Linked DNA regions of Xenopus laevis: region 2 is linked to region 1. A link is a contact called in public Hi-C data. All regions are on one chromosome and are shown on one strand. The core of a region is the stretch at or near the end of the contact, and the rest is flanking DNA. Distances in the headings are between cores, read along the strand shown. Region 1 has its middle 9.3 kb from the start of s1pr4.S. Region 2 has its middle 26 kb from the start of tle1.S.

Region 1 (3,626 bases), core at 358-2,857:
AAACCAGGGGTGCCCAAAAGGTAGATGGGGATCTACCAGTAGACCTTAAGTTGGTGTTCAGTAGATCTCAAGACACTGTCAACAAACAGCTTGTTGAAATCACCCTCATATTTCATGATTTTCATTCAGATATTTATTATGTTAAGGTTACTGTAGTACTGAATTTTGGATATTCAACAATAAGCCCATACACGCAATGGGTTAACAGATATCTTCCTTTCCATCAATGGCAACTGTGAAGGTGCAAGCCTGGGCAACAGTCATCCTGCCATAAAACAATCCTTGCAGCTACAGTAATGTCAATATAAAAGAGATGCAAATAACTGGACACACTGGTGTGGGTGCAGGGATAGCAAAAGTTCCAAAGGGAATGACACTCTGCTGGATCAACAAAGGGATATCTGGAGCATTGGATTATGGATTTCTTTCACAGTGCATCCTAACTTGATTTCAGTCCCTTGTCTATCTAAGAAGAGATGAACCAACTTCAAGAACAGCTAACATCGACCTGATTGGCTGGGACTGTCTTTTGTCTTCCTTATGTGTATATAAAGAGCATTGTAAATACCATTTTAGTTAGTCACTTTCCACTCCCTTCCATAGCATCCTTCCCTATCCCTTTCTACCTCCCTCCATGTTAGTTAGTTCCCTTTTTATGTTATACCTTTTAGTTCCTTTGTAAATAAATACCACTTATTTAAAGATCAGTCTGCCACAAGTCATTAGCCTGGCACCCCAAAATAGAGCAGATCTAACAGTTACATAAGAAATATTTGTTTGTTAAATATAGTAATATACATTTTCGCATAAATCAATATTTAAGTAATATTTTCCATGAATGCTAACAATGCTTTTATGGATGTAGATCATAATGGGACAACATCACTAAAAGTAGACCTCGCATTTGTAAAGTATGGGCACTCCTATTCTAAACCAAACTCTAGGTTACCTGAACCACACTGCATGAATCAATTTCAGTAACATTGAATATATTAAAAGAAAGTATTGCTTTGGATGAAACTGTGTAAATTAATGAAACATACAGGGGCTCATTTATGAAAACTGGGCAAATTTGCACCTGGTATTAACCTAGTATGGTTGCTGCTCAGGTGCAAATTTGCCCACCCGGGTTGATAAATATATCACTTTGTATTAAAAGATGCAGAAAAGTATTAGTATACTTGTGATCTGGACACTGGAACATTTTTGTCAATGGCAGAATTTAAAATTCTCATTGTGATGCTAATGACATGATTAGACTGAAAGTGAAATGGAAGTAAAGGGTCCAGTCATATGGTAATGCATCCTCCTAATGTAATAAAAGAAACTCGTAATTGTTCTTTTCACTTGGAGCCTAAGGCAAAATTGAAAAGTGGGATCCTCAAGTCAGGAAATAATGAAATGCCATCTTTTGTGGTTTAATATTGGTACTTGTTGCAAGAAAGGTTCATTTGCAATTATAGTGACAAATAGTGAAAACAACGAGTACCAATATGGCGATGGGACAGTACAAGCAATTGTGGCACATATGTGGGAGATGGTGCTGAAGGAGCAGGTGTTTACAGGACCCCTTATAGAAGTAGTCAGCACTCACCAATCTTTCCCATGTGCAAATAGGTGTATATTACATGGTATCCACTGCAACCAACTTGTAATACAATAGTGAAAGGCATGGCACCATCCACAGTTGGTAGTAGTCTACCTATTATCCAAATTTTATATTATAATGAGGGACTAATTTATAAACAATGCACATGGGCAGTAACCTATAGCAACCAATCAGTGATTTGCTTTCTTTAGCAAGCTGCAGGTTGAGCACTGAAAGCAGTCATCTGATTGGTTACCATGCCATAGTTACTGCCCAGGTGTAAATTTGCCCAGTGTTCATAAATGACCCCCACTGTGTGAAATGGCTGAATATGGCTGAGCTGAGATTCTGGTGTTATATGAACTATCAGAAATTTTGAAATATGGAACAATTAAAATCATGCAAAGCATGTATAATGATACATTATAAGTGGCCAGTGAATGAGCTATAATGTGGTCTCTGCTGCCCCCACGTGTAACTATATGGGAATTACATACAACTTGGTACAACTATAACCGGAAAATAAACTATGAATTTGTTAGCAGGGTTTATGTCCCTCACAAGCCAGCTTGTCAAAGGTCTCTATACATTTGGTGCAGTTCTGTGCTGCCTATAACAATTATATTCTGTTCACCAATGTTACCGAACAGTGCACACAATTCACTGCAAATCAGATGGAATTGTCCATACAGTGTAATTTACGGATGGTCTTTACACAAGTGAAGTATGCACCTGATTCATAAGATACAAGTGTGCAGAGCCTATTGACACAGGGTGCTGAGGGAATCAAGAGGTGCTGGTAACTTCAGGGTTCCCCTTTATCAATAGGCACAGCAGCACTTGATTTGGATCAGAAGGCAAGAAGGACTGAGCAGTGCCAAGCACATATAATGAAGTACAGGGAAATCAAAATACCATTAATAAAAATGGGTTTATATGAAGATGACTGCGTGGAACATGACAAAGTAATATATCATAATGTAACGATACGGAAATTGCTGTGTATATTTTGACAAAAAATCAGTATATCTCTAAAACCAATAAAAATAATTTGGAAAGAACTAGAAGCAGTTTTGGCAAAACACATCTTCCTGCTTGGACTAACACCAGACTCATTATTGGTACCACAATACATTGGAACCCTTCTCTATACCCACCCCCAGAAACTCCCTGGGAATGCTTTTCCCACAGTGACAGACATTCAAAGTCATTTCTAACAAACATGAATTAAATTTTCTAAAATTCTGTTTAGTGGAAGATGGGGAGGACCGTTTCCTTCTTATAATACAGTACATAGAAGTACATATGTCTGTGCACACATACATTTTGAGGGGAGTGCACAAAGAAGTGTGAAAATGTTGCATTTATTCTGACATGCAGCCACAGTTTTTAAAAATGCACACACAAGTTTAAAATGTGTGCACAAAATAATTTTATTGTGCACATAGCCAATAAGGAATTAGAGGGAACATTTACACTGCCATACCTATGTTGATTGGGAATAGTATTCCATAGCAAGGCAATATCACCATGAGTACCTCATGACAACACATGATATTCCTCTAGAGTCCCTAGTCCCTACATCTTCATGATATCTCTAGCAAGGAACATCGTTGTACAGCAAAACCTTTGTGGTTAAATGGAAGTGTTGAAGGTGTTGAGGTGGGTAAGAAAATATGTGCTTTTAAGACTTTCAAGTTAGCTGGGACAGCTGAAACGTTTATTAGGTACAAGGAGGCAATTACTCATGCAAAAAAGCTATCAGACACACTAACATTGAGATGGAAAAGGGAGTAATATGAATCCAAAATTATTTTTTGAATATGTAAATAGTAAGAAAATGAAGCAGGAAGGTGTGGGACAGTTGGTCGATGAGAACAGAGAAAAAGTAGAGATTCTGAACAGTTATTTTTTGTCTGCTATACAAATGAGGAACTAACAAATGAAGGTTTTCTTCTTAAAGGGGGTTGTTCACCTTCCAAACACCTTTTCAGTTAATTTGTTTGGGGGGGGGGGATAGGGAGTTCACCATAAACAA
Region 2 (3,798 bases), core at 1,121-3,620, 52 kb before region 1:
AAAAGCTGCTCTAATGAATTCTCAAAATCTTCGTAAATCCTAAATCTTCAAAATCATTTACTATTCTTGAAAAGAAACTATAATGTAAATGTTCTTGCAGTCTCAACCTATTCAGGTTTTATATTTTAGATTGCTTGTATTTCAGTGGATGTCATTCTGGTAAAATGAGTCCAGCTAACAGCAGCAGAGGGCAGTGCAGAGTCATATACAGTAGCTATATTTATAGAAATGAGTATACAGCAGGCACGCTTCCAAGTACTGCTAGCAATTTAGATGCCACCCACTCCTGCTGTTGATAATATTTTCAGATATCCATTAAACTTCCTAACTTCTACCTGTAATATTAATTTATACTACCGGCAAGTAGTTTATATATTTTCCTTGTGTCTGTGTACTTCAGTTTTCTCCTACACTCCATAAACATACAAGCAGGTTAATTGGCTTTTGGTCTGTCAAATAGATTTAGAGAAATAAACTAATGTTCTGTTGTATTCCCTACAATCCGAGAATATGATAGAACGAGAATAAGCAACATCCTGGAAGTATACATCATAATTAACAATTCCACTATCACACCCTCTCCCCAGGCCCGGTGCCTTGGGGTTATCCTAGATTCTGCTCTGTCATTCACTCCTTATATCCAGTCACTTATTAAATCATGTCACTTCCACCCAAGGAACATATCCAAAATACAATCATTTATCACCCAAGATGCTGCCAAAATTCTTATTCACTCTCTCATCATATCACGGCTAGACTACTGTTACTCTCTTTTAATTGGCCCTCCCATCCAGAGACTGTCACCTCTCCAGTCCAAAAATGCTGCGAGGCTCATACACCTCAGCAACCGCTCATCCTCTGCCTCGCCATTCTGTCAATCCCTGCACTGGCTTCCGTTACCTTTCAGAATCAAATTCAAATGAATGACACTGACTTTCAAAGCACTTCATAACTCTGCCCCACCCTAAATCTCTGAACTCATCTCTATATACTCACCCAACTGCTTACTACGCTCCTCTACTGACCTGCTACTCAACTCTTATCTCATTACCTCCTCACATGCTCGCATTCAAGACTTTGCAAGGGCTGCACCCCTCCTCTGGAACTCTCTCCCACGGTCTGTCCGACTTTCTCCCAACCTTTCTGCTTTCAAGAAATCTCTTAAAACGCACTTCTTTCGAGAAGCCTACCCTCACTCTGCTTAACTACCAAACGCAACACCACATACAGTACCACATTTCTCACCCACTTAATTCGATCTTGCCCACTCCCACACCTTGTGTATTACTCCCTTCCCTTTAGACTGTATGCCTATGCATAGGGCCTTCCTCACCTTTTGTACCTGTATTGATTGTGATGTATGTAACTTCATATGTTCTATGTATATAATTCATGTGATTTAGTTGTATAATTTACATTTACTTTACAGTGCTACGCAATATGTTGGCGCTATATAAATACATGTTAATAATAATAATAAGCAGAATGCTTTCATATGCTATGTTAAAAAGAGAGCTCGGCAACAAGGCAGATGATTACAAAGAAAAAACAGACTGCACCCTGCAATATAAATTGTATAACCAAGTCGTTGTCCACTCCATTACAATAAGTTACTGCATTGTATGGAAAGGCTAGATTTATTTTTCTGATGGCCATGCAGTTGGAATGCTGAATGGGAGTTTCCCCAGTCCCATTTCAATCATGCTTACCATTTTCTTTTTTTAAAACTGTGTCCCCTAAGCTGGTGATTACACATAAAAGTTCACTTACAGTATGTGTGTGCCAAGCTGAGACATAAATAGGGCTGCCACAAGGATGTTATTTTACTGCTGCGGCTGGTATAAACGATAATCAAATTTATAGATAATAACTGTTAGTGCTTAGGGTTGTCACCTCACCCCTTTAAAACCGAGCACACGTGGAATCCACAGCTTGCATGGCTAATTAGCAATTCATTTAGATGCATGATGCATGGCTGCACATAAATCTGTTCAGTCTGCAGCATGCATTTAAATGAATTGCTAATTAGCCATGCTGTGGATTCCACGTGTGTTTGGTTTTAAAGGGGTGAAGTGGCAATTCTTATTTGTAAATGTAATTGCTAATGAAAGCAGCATTTGCTTAACTCCTCGTTGTTACTTTTTAAACAATTTTGCAAAAAATAGTCTCCCCCAGCAAGACAGGTCTGTCCATCCCTTTGCTTGTGTTACATTGTTTCAAAAGTCTGCGCCATCAGGGCAGAGCATAGAAAGGGACAAACACTGCTTTCAATAGCAATACATTCATAAATAACCTAAAAGCCATAGAAAAATTGTAATGAACGTATATTGCAAAGTTGCTTAGAATTATTCTTTCATCAGGCAAAAAAAATACTGTTTTCCGGTTGACGTCCTTTAAGGCAACCCCTTGCTGTTTTTCCAAGCCCCACCCTCAGGGCGGCCTGCTCTCACTGATAAACAAATATGCCAGTAAGAAAAAGTCCCTGTGCAAGATGTGATAAAGTTACTATAAGCCAAACTTCCAAACAAGATGTATTTTTGAGTCCATAGTCCAGAATTTCTCCCTTAGCAGTTATCTGAGTTTTCACCACTCCACCAATTGCAAAACTGCATTCCATCTGTAGTAATCAATGCTGCTCTTTCCTGCTTAGATCTAAATCACTCTGCTCCTACCTCTAGCTATAATCATCTCCCCTCCACCTGTATATCTCCAAGCCTCACCTTCATTTACAACACATGGCCATCCCACTGCAGTGCAATTCATCCCTCTGAGTCATACCATAAACGATCATTGTCCCCAGGTAATTCCTTCCTCAGCGGAAGTTCTGTCATTTGCTCTTGTCTCCACCCAGTGAAAGTTTTATTTTATTGTAGCGTAATACATCCCACCAACCCTCCCATGTCATCATCCAGCACCTGCTCAATCATCTTCCCCCTTCCACAATTTCAGTATAATTGCTGTTAAAGGGATCCTGTCATCAGAAAACATGTTTTTTTCAAAACGCATCAGTTAATAGTGCTACTCCAGCAGACTTCTGCACTGAAATCCATTTCTCAAAAGAGCAAACAGATTTTTTTATATTCAATTTTGAAATCTGACATGGGGCTAGACATTTTGTCAATTTCCCAGCTGCCCCTGGTCATGTGACTTGTGCCTGCACTTTAGGAGGGAAATGCTTTCTGGCAGGCTGCTGTTTTTCCTTCTCAATGTAACTGAATGTGTCTCCGTGGGACATGAGTTTTTACTATTGAGTGTTGTTCTTAGATCTACCAGGCAGCTGTTATGTTGTGTTAGGGAGCTGTTATCTGGTTACCTTCCCATTGTTCTTTGTTTGGCTGCTGGGGGGGAAAAGGGAGGGGGTGATATCACTCCAACTTGCAGTACAGCAGTAAAGAGTGATTGAAGTTTATCAGAGCACAAGTCACATGACTTGAGGCAGCTGGGAAATTGACAATATGTCTTGCCTCGCTGTTAGCTTCCGCAGCAGAAAGCCCGGGGCCCCAAAAGGGCGTCAGTGAATACCGGAACCCACAGGATTCATCTGTGCGTCCATGGGTACTATCACTGAACAAGGTTCCTGATAATGTGGTCGTTACACACACGTGTAGTGCAGAATCGTCAGATATACAGGTAGAAACAATAGAATTCTACCTGTTTCTAACAATTCAGCACTAACAATGGCCAATGTTTGGGTGCCTTCAAAGACACCCAATCAAAATTTTCTGTTCCACCCCGATTGATGAGCCAATCAATATCCAAGTCTTCTGACGATATCGGTCAGCTCTTTTCCCACCATAC

What was found. A called contact is a pair of places that touch in the nucleus more often than the background predicts.
Region 2: a contact with region 1 is called in a Hi-C map of animal cap, with 5 times the contacts expected there. The contact joins two enhancer-like sites. A contact is called at or near these places in 2 of 4 Hi-C or Micro-C datasets (the XTC cell line and animal cap).

Annotation. Positions count from the first base shown.
Region 1 is chr1S:103,731,647-103,735,272 of Xenopus_laevis_v10.1, reverse strand. No RefSeq gene overlaps it. Among protein-coding and RNA genes, the nearest start is that of s1pr4.S, 9.3 kb to the right of the region's middle. Within about 2 kb of position 1,607, at least 3 of the 7 cell types and tissues checked have an H3K27ac peak or open chromatin away from gene starts, as enhancers often do.
Region 2 is chr1S:103,783,868-103,787,665 of Xenopus_laevis_v10.1, reverse strand. No RefSeq gene overlaps it. Among protein-coding and RNA genes, the nearest start is that of tle1.S, 26 kb to the left of the region's middle. Within about 2 kb of position 2,370, at least 1 of the 7 cell types and tissues checked has an H3K27ac peak or open chromatin away from gene starts, as enhancers often do.